2 separate regions of the Anser cygnoides genome follow, and region 1 is linked to region 2. The links are chromatin contacts, called in public Hi-C maps. All regions are on one chromosome and are shown on one strand. The core of a region is the stretch at or near the end of the contact, and the rest is flanking DNA. Distances in the headings are between cores, read along the strand shown. Region 1 holds the start of KLHL26 (kelch like family member 26). Region 2 overlaps CRTC1 (CREB regulated transcription coactivator 1).

Evidence for each region. Hi-C and Micro-C count contacts between places; a contact is called where the count stands out from the background.
Region 1: a contact with region 2 is called in a Hi-C map of liver, with 3 times the contacts expected there. The contact joins the promoter of KLHL26 here to the enhancer-like site in region 2. A contact is called at or near these places in 3 of 7 Hi-C or Micro-C datasets (all in liver).

What each region holds. Positions count from the first base shown.
Region 1 is chr27:1,861,325-1,866,208 of Taihu_goose_T2T_genome, forward strand. It overlaps KLHL26 (kelch like family member 26), which reads right to left and starts at 1,611. Exons shown (of 7, transcript XR_010826701.1): 1 at 1-1,611.
Region 2 is chr27:1,810,840-1,815,710 of Taihu_goose_T2T_genome, forward strand. CRTC1 (CREB regulated transcription coactivator 1) reads right to left here. Exons shown (of 15, transcript XM_066984071.1): 3 at 3,717-3,764; 4 at 635-772. Among named protein-coding and RNA genes, the nearest start is that of CRTC1, 22 kb to the right of the region's middle. Within about 2 kb of position 2,357, at least 1 of the 3 cell types and tissues checked has open chromatin away from gene starts, as enhancers often do. A contact at or near this core is called in liver, where this site is marked.

The DNA.
Region 1 (4,884 bases), core at 361-2,860, 50 kb after region 2:
CTGCTCTGGGGGAGCCAGCGTGCTGGCGGGCAGCTCGCAGCAGCCACGCGGTCGCAATTCCAAAGATGGAAATTCTGCCCGCGCTGCCTGAGTACCGCTGAGATGGCATGCGCGTGTAGCAGCGAGGGAGGACTTCGTCCTTTGCCCTAGAGAGCTAACGCTCAGGAAGTGCAGAAAAGTCAGAAGCAGCTAAGAAGGAATCGCGAGTTGGTCGGGCATGCCCTTGAAATTCTCCTCCTGATCTGTATCAGGCTATGCAGCGTATCCAACGTTCCCCACCAGGTTTCTCCCCACAGGCTCCCTGATGGATTTACTCTCCGATAAATCCATCCTTTAAAATGGGAGACTTAACGACCAACGAGAAGCAGGATCCAGATCTCACCAGGCTTTAATTTAAAATTATCAAAGAAAACAAACACGCGGCGATAGAGAACGCCACGGAGCTCCAGCTCAGGGAACAGAACTGCCGCAGCTCCAGCCCGGGTGATTTATCACGGCCCTGAAACAAATTACTTCCATTTCTCACTGCTACACGCCCCACACTGAGACGCTTCCCAGCGCCGGGCGATCAGCCCTACCAACACCTGTGTGCGAGACGCGCCGCTGTTCCTGTTTGGAGAGGGAAGGAAAAAAAAAAGAGGTGCAGAGAGAGAAAATGAAACGCCCAAGGCAGCTCGGCATCCAGTTTACACAGGTCAGTCATTAGAAAAAAAAATAAATAAAATATATGTAGAAGGTGAGAATTGAGACAGGCTTCTCCAGTGCTGAACAATGAGCCTAAGAGCCTTCCTTCCCCGAGCACGGCGTGACGTTATTTCGGGAGTGGGTTCGGGGAGAGGCAAGCTGAGGAGAAACGCTGCTTTGAAGCTACGCGACGGGCTGACGGCACGGCACCCAGCAGCTCCCTGAACGCTGCCCAGCGCGGTAACTTCTGGCTGACGACGGGAACCAACGCGTTGGGGACAGAAATCCCCCGCGGGCGGGGAGCACCTGTACCACCCGGGACGGCCTTCTGGCCCCAGACACCAACTTGAGGGCTCATGGATGCGGGGGGCACCGAGCCCAGCACCTTGAGCCCTATTTCACCAGCACCGCGGTACCTGGGTGCCCAGCAGCTCGCGCCCCACCGGTGACGGGTGTGACAGATCCCGGTGGCTCTGCGGGACCGTCCGGCCCCGCGGGCCGTGTTAGAAACGGGGGGTTTTACAGAACGGGCCTGAAACACCACAAAACTCGGCGGCTGTGCATGCCAGCAGGACCGGTGTGTAACAACCACATTCCCAAATTTACAGAAATACAAAGCCTCCCGCAAACTTCAGCCTCGTGAACTCCAGCAGTGAAAGCGTTATTGTTGTCGTTATTGTTATTATCATTATCATTACTGTTATTATCGTTATTATCATTATGACCATCAATTACAGGTCGGAGAGCCCCGCTCCGGTCCTCCCTGGGGAGGAAGATGCGGGAGGCCGGGCTGGGCACTCCGCCTCGCCAAGACCCCTGGGGCCGAAGGGAAAAAAAAAATGAATTAAAAAATAAAAGAGGCGGTCGTGAACGCCGGAGGGAGCCCTGCGGTGAAGCGGCCCCCGCCCGGCCGGCCTCCAACCGGCCTCCGCGCCCCAACCGGGACCGGGCCCGGCCCCCGCCCCGCCGGCCCCCGGGGGCCCCGCCACCGCCTCCCCGAGCCCGGTCCCCGGCCTAGGCCGCGGCCGGGCCCCGCTCACCTGCTCGGCCGCTCCGCGGCGAACTCGGCCCCGCCGGACTCCGCCATCTTCGCTGCGCCGCCGCCGGGCCCCGAGCTGGGAGGCGGCGGCGGCGGAGTCGCCGCGTTAAAGGCGCAGCGGCGAGAGGGGCCCGGGGCGCTGCTCCGCGCCCGCCGGGCCTGGCGCCGCCCCGCAGCCGCCGCCACCGGGGCCGGTGACGGCTCCCGAGGGCGAGGGGAGCCGGCGGTGTCAGGGCCCCGCGGGTGGTCTGGGGACGGGCGCTGCCTCACAGACACGGGGGTCCCGTCATGAGCCCCGGGGGGTTGTCGTGATCCCAAAGATGAGGGCGTCTGGGGAGCTCTGTCACGACACTGGGGGCTCCAGGGGGCTGTCACGGCCCCACAGACACGGGGGTCCTGTTACGGGCCCAGAGATTGTCGCCAACCCACAGATGAGGGGTTCTGGAGGTTGTCGCAGCCCCACAGATGAAGGGGTCCGGGGGTTGTCACGGCCCCACAGACACGGGGGTCCTGTCACGAGCCTGGGGCTGTCACCGCCCCACAGCTGAGGGGGTCTGGGGGAGCCCTGTCATGACCGTGGAGGTTCCGGGGGACCTGTCACAGCCCCACAGATGAGGGGTCTGGGGGCTGACACGGCCCCACAAACATGAGGGCCCCGTCATGAGCCCAGGGACTGTCACCACCCCACAGCTGGGGGGGTCCGGGGAGCCCTGTCACGGCTCCGGGGGGCTGTCACAGCCCCACAGAGGAAGGGGCCTTGGGGAGCCCCGTCACAACTCCGGGGGTTCCAGGGGGCTTTCACGGCCCCACAGATGAGGGGGCCCAGGGGGAGGCTGCGGGTGTCCTGCTGACAGCAGGCCCAGCCGACTGATTTCCAGCAGCAGCCAAGGGACCTTCAGGGTGGCCTGCGCCCAGGCGCCGAACCTTTTCCCTCTGGATTCCACGTGCAATCCCTTAAACACCTGGAGAAAGCGCGGTGTGCGGACGAGTTCAGGCAGCCCACGTCCTCAGGGAAGCCACAGCACAGGCAGCACCTTCACGACCCGAGCGATTATTCAACCCAAGCGATTATTCAACCGCAGCCCTCCAAGGTTTTATCACAAAAAACCACTTTGTGCAAGAGCAACAGTACCCTCCAGAGGGTGCAGTTTTGTTGTCGGAGCTCGTCCGGGTGTCCACGATGCCTTTTCCACGACGCATCCTGACACATGCTCGGCATCCTGGCACAGCCATCGCCGTAGCCTGGGCCAAGCGTCGCGGGGCCGTGTAATTTTTCAAGCCGTCGCGCATCTGGAGGCAGCGGACGGGCTAGAGGGCATTCCAGTTGTCAGTGGAAATCGGGAAATTATTCATAGCGGTGGCTCTGCCAACGACCGTGGGTAAATTTCTTTGATTTCCCATGCCTGCGTCCACATCTGTATAAGGGAAAGGGGGAATTCGCACATGAGAATAAACACACTTAGAAAGCCATGAAAATACCCTTTCAAGTCAGCCTGATGAAAACTTCATGTTCTGGAGCCCTCTGCTTCAAGGAGAGGAATCTATTTCAGAGGCGAAGCTGTGTATTTTTCTTATTTAAACCTTCTAAATCTGCTGGAGCATTAAAAATATTTGGCATTTCCACAGCACATTTCATTCCCAGCTCCAAATGCATTTTACAGACATTCATTAATTAAGCCTCGTAAAACCTTGGGGAGAAAGGGAAGCAGGACTTATTAATTTGTTATTTGTATTGCTGCGGCGCAGGGAGACCCCAGCCAAGACCTCGGGGCCCTGTTATTTTAGACCCGACCCACACAGGACAGGAGATGTCAGCACACCAAAGCGCGGCGCGGCCGCGGAGACTCTGCGGGGAGAGCAGGAGGAGCGGGAGAGCCAAGAGAGGCAGAGGACGATGCCGTGAGCTGCCGGGAGACCCCACAGCACCGCATCCTCCGCGTCTCACCCCGCTGCCCTTTCCTCCTTCTGCTCCTGCTGCTGCACGACGGGGCTGCAGGGTCCGGCACCCACCACCCCGGCTCTTGCTCCACGTCGCCCTGTGCGTTTTGTTGCTGAAAAACAGCTCAGCTGGTGCTTTGGGGATTTCTCCTCCTGCCTCCTTACCAAGCCCTGGCGCTTATCCTGCTTCCTCACACACCAGCTCTGCTCCATTCGATACTTCCCACTTTCTCCTGGGGCCACTTTCCGTAGCTTTAGCTCTGCAGCACACCCCCTTCTTTACAAGGTTTACGCTCCACGCTTTCACTCTTTATTTTTTAGGTTCGTATATATATTTTACAGTGCTTAGATTTCAGTCCAGTACATGCTCGGCAATAAAGCAGCCCTGCTGCCATCCAGCCCGGCCGCGCTGCGGAGCTCTGCGTCCCTCGCAGCCGGGCGGGTTGGCGGATGGGAGCTGCGAACGTTACACCTCTGCTTCCCCGGCAGGAAAACCCAGGCTGTGCCGCATGCTGTAAATGCCTTTCACATGTTCCCCAGATCCCAGTTAAATTGAACCCCAGAAGGTCTCCCAAAGCATGAAAAATGCATTTATAAGACTCTGGAAGGAAGATGTATTCCATAACTGCTCTGGTGACCAGGCGTGCTGACTTGTGTCATGTGGAGAAGGAACCAAAAGGGGGTATTTCTTGTTATTTCATACTGCTGATGGGATTTTATCTCTCACAGCAGATCCAGGAACTTTCTAGTTACCATTATTGTTTGATTTTATGGGCCATTTGATATTTATTTTTATTTCTATTCATTATTTGTTGAATGCACTTAGCCCCTTCCCCAAGGAGCCTGCCTTATATCTAAGGTGATTTTTATGACCAGTGTTAGCACAGCATCTGAGTAACTCACACAACTTTAATATATTTATCCTGCACACACAGTATATCAAGGCAGCCCTGGTTTTCCTACTGTGGAGAGCGGTGATCTCCCTGTAAAATCACAAGTCTGACTTACAGGGCTAAAAAAATACATATAAAAAAAGAAAGAAAGAATCAGCCCCAAACTATTTACATTCCTTGTCTTTCTGACCTTCATTTTAAGTCACGAGGATGTATTTGAGTCATATTTTCACTGTTTTCCCCCCTACAAAACATGAAGTCTAGCAATGTACCTTTTTAATGCAAGCCAAGCTCTCGCTTATCCCACGACTCCCACAGCTGGGGCTTTAA
Region 2 (4,871 bases), core at 1,107-3,606:
GGACAATCGAATCAAAATATTATCTTGCTCGTTGTAATGTTTAAGCAACGGGACAACCATCCTCTTTTTCCCTTTCTAAACATTTAACTCTTCCTGAGAAGCCATCGCCTCTCCGCTCTCCCACTTACATATCCCCTTTAGTCCCTTCAAGCCCGTGTGACTGTGGCACATTTCAAGCCAGTCAGCAATAATAAGCTAACTCGTTTTCACAAAAAGCAGGAAGAAATAGTTCTTAGCAGATGTTAAACTTATGAATCAACTTGTAATGAAGTGCACAATGAACTGCAAGGAATTATTCAGGTTTGGATTTACTCAGTTTTGAAAGGAAAGTCAGTTTCACAAATACTGCCTTGTCTTTTCCATCACAGGATCTCAGTCCCTCTCAGCTTCGTGTGTATTGTTATCCCCAGCTAGAGCTGAGCAAACAGAAAGGTAAATGCTTATTTTACAGAATAGTAGATATTTTTAGACTAGATCACAGTTCAGAAAAAGCAGATGACATTAACTGCTCAGAGATGGGAAGCAACTCCGCTGACAGGTGAGGAGAGGAGGAACAAGAGAACTGTAAAAACCGAGAAATACGATTTTGGTGAAAAGGCAGGTTTTCGTTGCCAGCTCATAAGCCAAAGGATATTTGTCTTCCATGCTTATCCACAGAGAGAGGGCGTCGGTGTGGGGATCCGAGGCGATTCCTGTCCCGGTACACTCTGTCCACCAGCCCATGATGCCGAGTTGTCCTGCTTGTGTCCAACCCAGATGACTGAAAGGGAGTCTGAGAGACACGCATCAAGTCACAAGCAGAAAAATACATGCACGAGGCGTCTGCCAGAACTTACTTATGTTGTATTAAAGCTTCTATTATTTTAAGCAATAAAACCCAGGAAAGACATGGACGAACGTAACCACGTACATTTTTTTCTCCATTTTCACTACAGCCATGGAAAGCAATTACCAAGGCTATCTCTTCCAGACAGAGATTAGAGACAAGTGGAGGCAGACTGCGCTAGATCTGCCCCTCATAAATCAGCACGGCTCTCCAACCTTTGTATCTCTGAAATACCAGAAGTGCTTGTGACAGGGAGCCTACTGACAACTGCCGTTTACATTCCCTTGGTGTAGCATGCAGCATGCATCCAGAAGGAACATGCTGACAACCAGAGCTTGAACTACAAGGGCAGGGGATGCAGGAAGAAGATGCACAGAGGTCCTAACAGTCACCTGAAGCTTTTAAGGAACACGCCGCTTTCTCTCACCCCTCCTTTCAGCATCATTATTTTAAGGGGACACTGACAAAATTCAGGGGAAAAAAAAAAAAGAAAAAAAGAAAAGCAGTTTCCTTCCTCCTTTGTCTAGAAAAAGTTAGAGCATTGGGTGTTTTTGTGATTTTTATTTTGTTCAGGTTGTGCAGTAAACCGAGGTGGATCAATTCCCTCTCAATCTTATCAGCACCTATGTCTTGAGAGTGTTTACTTGTCAGCAACCCATTTCAGAGAACAAGATGCCACGGAAAGCACAAAGATGAATTCCCAGGCTAATCTGGAAAACTTCTACATTTTCAAAAGCCCTTCCCAGAGCATACCTGCAGGGGGGAAAAAGGAAGTACCGAATGGTCAGCCTCTACACACACTTCAACAGCAATATATGGGCCTCGAGGGAAAAAAGCTACACAGCCTTCCACTCCCTGCCAATGTGAACAGCTTTGCTGAGTCCCTCAACACCATCTGCTTGGAAATCCAAAATTTCCTCCTCTATTCAGGTGCTGCACGTGGCAAATGCACTGTCCTGTCTGCCAAGCCATGAAGCCATCTGGCTTCCACATTAAAAAAAAAAAATTAAAGCGTCCAGCTTTGGTTATTTTAAATGACCTTTTCTAAAAAGAAATTTGGCATTAATTTTGAAATCTTTTGTTTGTAATAACTCCTTATAGCACCTTTTGACTTTCCTTTTTTTTTTTTAAAGCTAATGTTAGCTTCTTTTCTCTCTATGCATACACAATCTGTGTTAGTATAAATGGGTGCAAAGTGGCTGTGATGTTTATTTTCTCGCTTAAGGGCCAACGCTTTATATGCAGCAGAATATTGCTTTACTCAACATGTCACTAGCAGGAGAGCACAGTGACTTTTTACTGTGTTCCTGCCTGTTAAGATCACGGTGTTCTGCTTCAGCAAGCATGAGTTCTTTTGCACGAAGACTTCGAAACCTCAAGTCAGAGCATCTCAATTTTGGGTAATCTAAATTAAAACACATTGGTTTAATCTCTGCTACAAGTACTAAACAACAATCTAGTTCTATTTAACTGGCACCACACAGAACTGAAAACATTCATAATTCCAAACCAAAGAAAAGTCTCAAAATCTTCTTTGTACTGTTGTCACACTGATTCTACCCCAAAAGGCTGAAAAATTTGCAAATTAATACACACGTGCTAGGAAGAGCAACAGGAGAAGCCATTTCCCATGTCATGGTCCCAATCACAATGTTAAAAAAAAAAGCCACTCAGTAGAACACTAAAAACGCAGAACTCACCTGGAATTTAAAAGGAAGCCAATGCACATTAGCATACAGATGAAGTTGAATGCAAAGATAGCTATTTCTTAAGTTTTATGGCACAAGTTGCACATAAAAACTCAACAAAAATCTGATCTGAATGTAACAGCGCCACAAGTAAACATGGACCATGCCCTGTCAGAGACAGAGCTACAATTAACACAGAGGGGAACTTTTGGGAAATGTTGTTCTCTGGCTTTCCAGGAAAAAAAGAAAAAAAAAAAAGATATCTCAGGTGAATCCCTATCTTGCTTAGAAAAAAAAAAATCAGAAAAGACAACAAACACCTGAGAAAACAGGTATCAGCCCCAACAGTTCTGGTTTCTCTCAGCAACCAACACACAAAGCTTACTCCGGACCAAACACCAGACAATGTCCCTTTGTTAAATAAGCCCACCCGTGCAGGGCACATGATACTTAGCTATTGCAAACAATTCTGTTAAAAAAAAAAAAAAGGCAAAAAAAACCCCAACAGATCTGAGCATCAATGTTATTTGGAAAATGAAGAACTAGAACCGTTTCACTTCCTGAAAAACATTCAGGGATTTGAGATCAGAACCAAAACTCCACAAACCATGAAAAAAAAAAAGGAAAAAACAAGCTAAATACTCACAGATGGGAAGGAAAAAGCTCAGTGCTCTAAAGCAACCATGTCCCTTTAAGATTTATCAAGACATTGACTTAAGAAATAGAAACAAGCAAGGTAGATGAGGGGAGAAAGTGAGGAGTGGTACCCACTAACAGCTTACATTTCGGTGCCCCTTGGTGACAAGCAGCATTTGGGTAATCATTCTTCCTTTCCCAATGGAGTTTAACATGCAGGCTAAGTGCACATGCTCAGAGATTGCTTAAATCACAGGCCAAGACAGTGCCAAATAAACCACCGTCTGCAAGAAATTAATCCCCCATAAATCATAAGTAATCACATGACAGACCACAGCAAGTCCGGAGAGTCTGTACAGGAATTATTATGCATGTTCCAAACCGGGATGCATGGCAAAACCTGTATTTATGTGACAGACCATAACTCCTTCGGAGCTGGGACGGTGAATCAGATAAATACTGTGCATACCAGAAAAAGTGTAACGTGTGCTAAAATACGTATCTACCTGGGCAAACAGTACACCAGTCCTAAATACGTATTTGCACAAACCTAAATACTTGTTTACCAAAGAGACAGGAACTGCTCCAAAGGCTTCTGCCAGAGCTCCGTTGTGCTGTAAATGCAAAGAACCAAGATGCTCAGATACTAACCCTCTCACATCCACACAGGCTTCACCTGACCGACGCATCATGCAAGTATCTTTTGGCAATTTCATCATTATTTAGCTTAAACGTGAAAAACCTGGAACGCATTCATCACTGAAACAAATACATGTTTTTATTTTGTTGCTTGTCACCATTTGTTATCTGTAACGGTACCAACATTGGATTTTTATTTTTTTTGTGTGTGAGAGAACACATAAAAACCTGGAGGTTTAAGGACAATTTGTTTCTGTATCCTCCTGTAGTCATTCACAAATTTTTGAATACTCACTTTTGATCACCCTGTTAGCTTCAGGACTAAAAGACTCTACATAGCAGCTGTCAGCATTGCCATCAAGCACAATAATACCAAAATACTATTACTTAAAGAGAACAGTGACTATGAACCCCCCTTACCAGAAAAAGACAAAATCTGTGGATCTTGAAAAGACCAAATGCCTATGAAGTAATCCTAAAGACTTCAAAACATTGTGACCCTCTGCATTGTACTCTCTGAAAACAACCGAATTAAAACAGCCATTTGCTTCTCCTTTTGTACAAGATTCAAGCTCCTAAGAGGAACCACAAATTCAGCTGCCCACATGTATGTCAAAAAGCATAGTTAGAAGTCGTCATCAATAGTTTCTCCGTATTTATTAAGCCAGCCTTCAACAGAAAACCACAAACTGAGAAATTTAATTTTTACCACATCCTCACAAGATAAAATGTGTTACTACTCAAAGAAAAATAACACAGAAGTTTTAATTACTTTGCACACCCTACATCGACTAACCATAGAAATCAGGAGTCGCAAAAGTATCCAACATCTAATCCTATCCACTACACAATATCTTCTGTCCATCATGCTAACACGGAGCAAAACACTTGTATAAAATGTTTGTTTTCTGTTCACAGTGCAACACAACTGGAGTCACAACTACAGCTAGCAGACCCCTGCATTTACTTTTCAGCCAGACCAAAGAAAAGGGACTATTCTGAAAGCTGTTTATTTTCCGTCCCAAGCCCCTTCTTCCTCCCTTAAAAATCCACACGTTATTTCCATGGAGCATACACCTTGG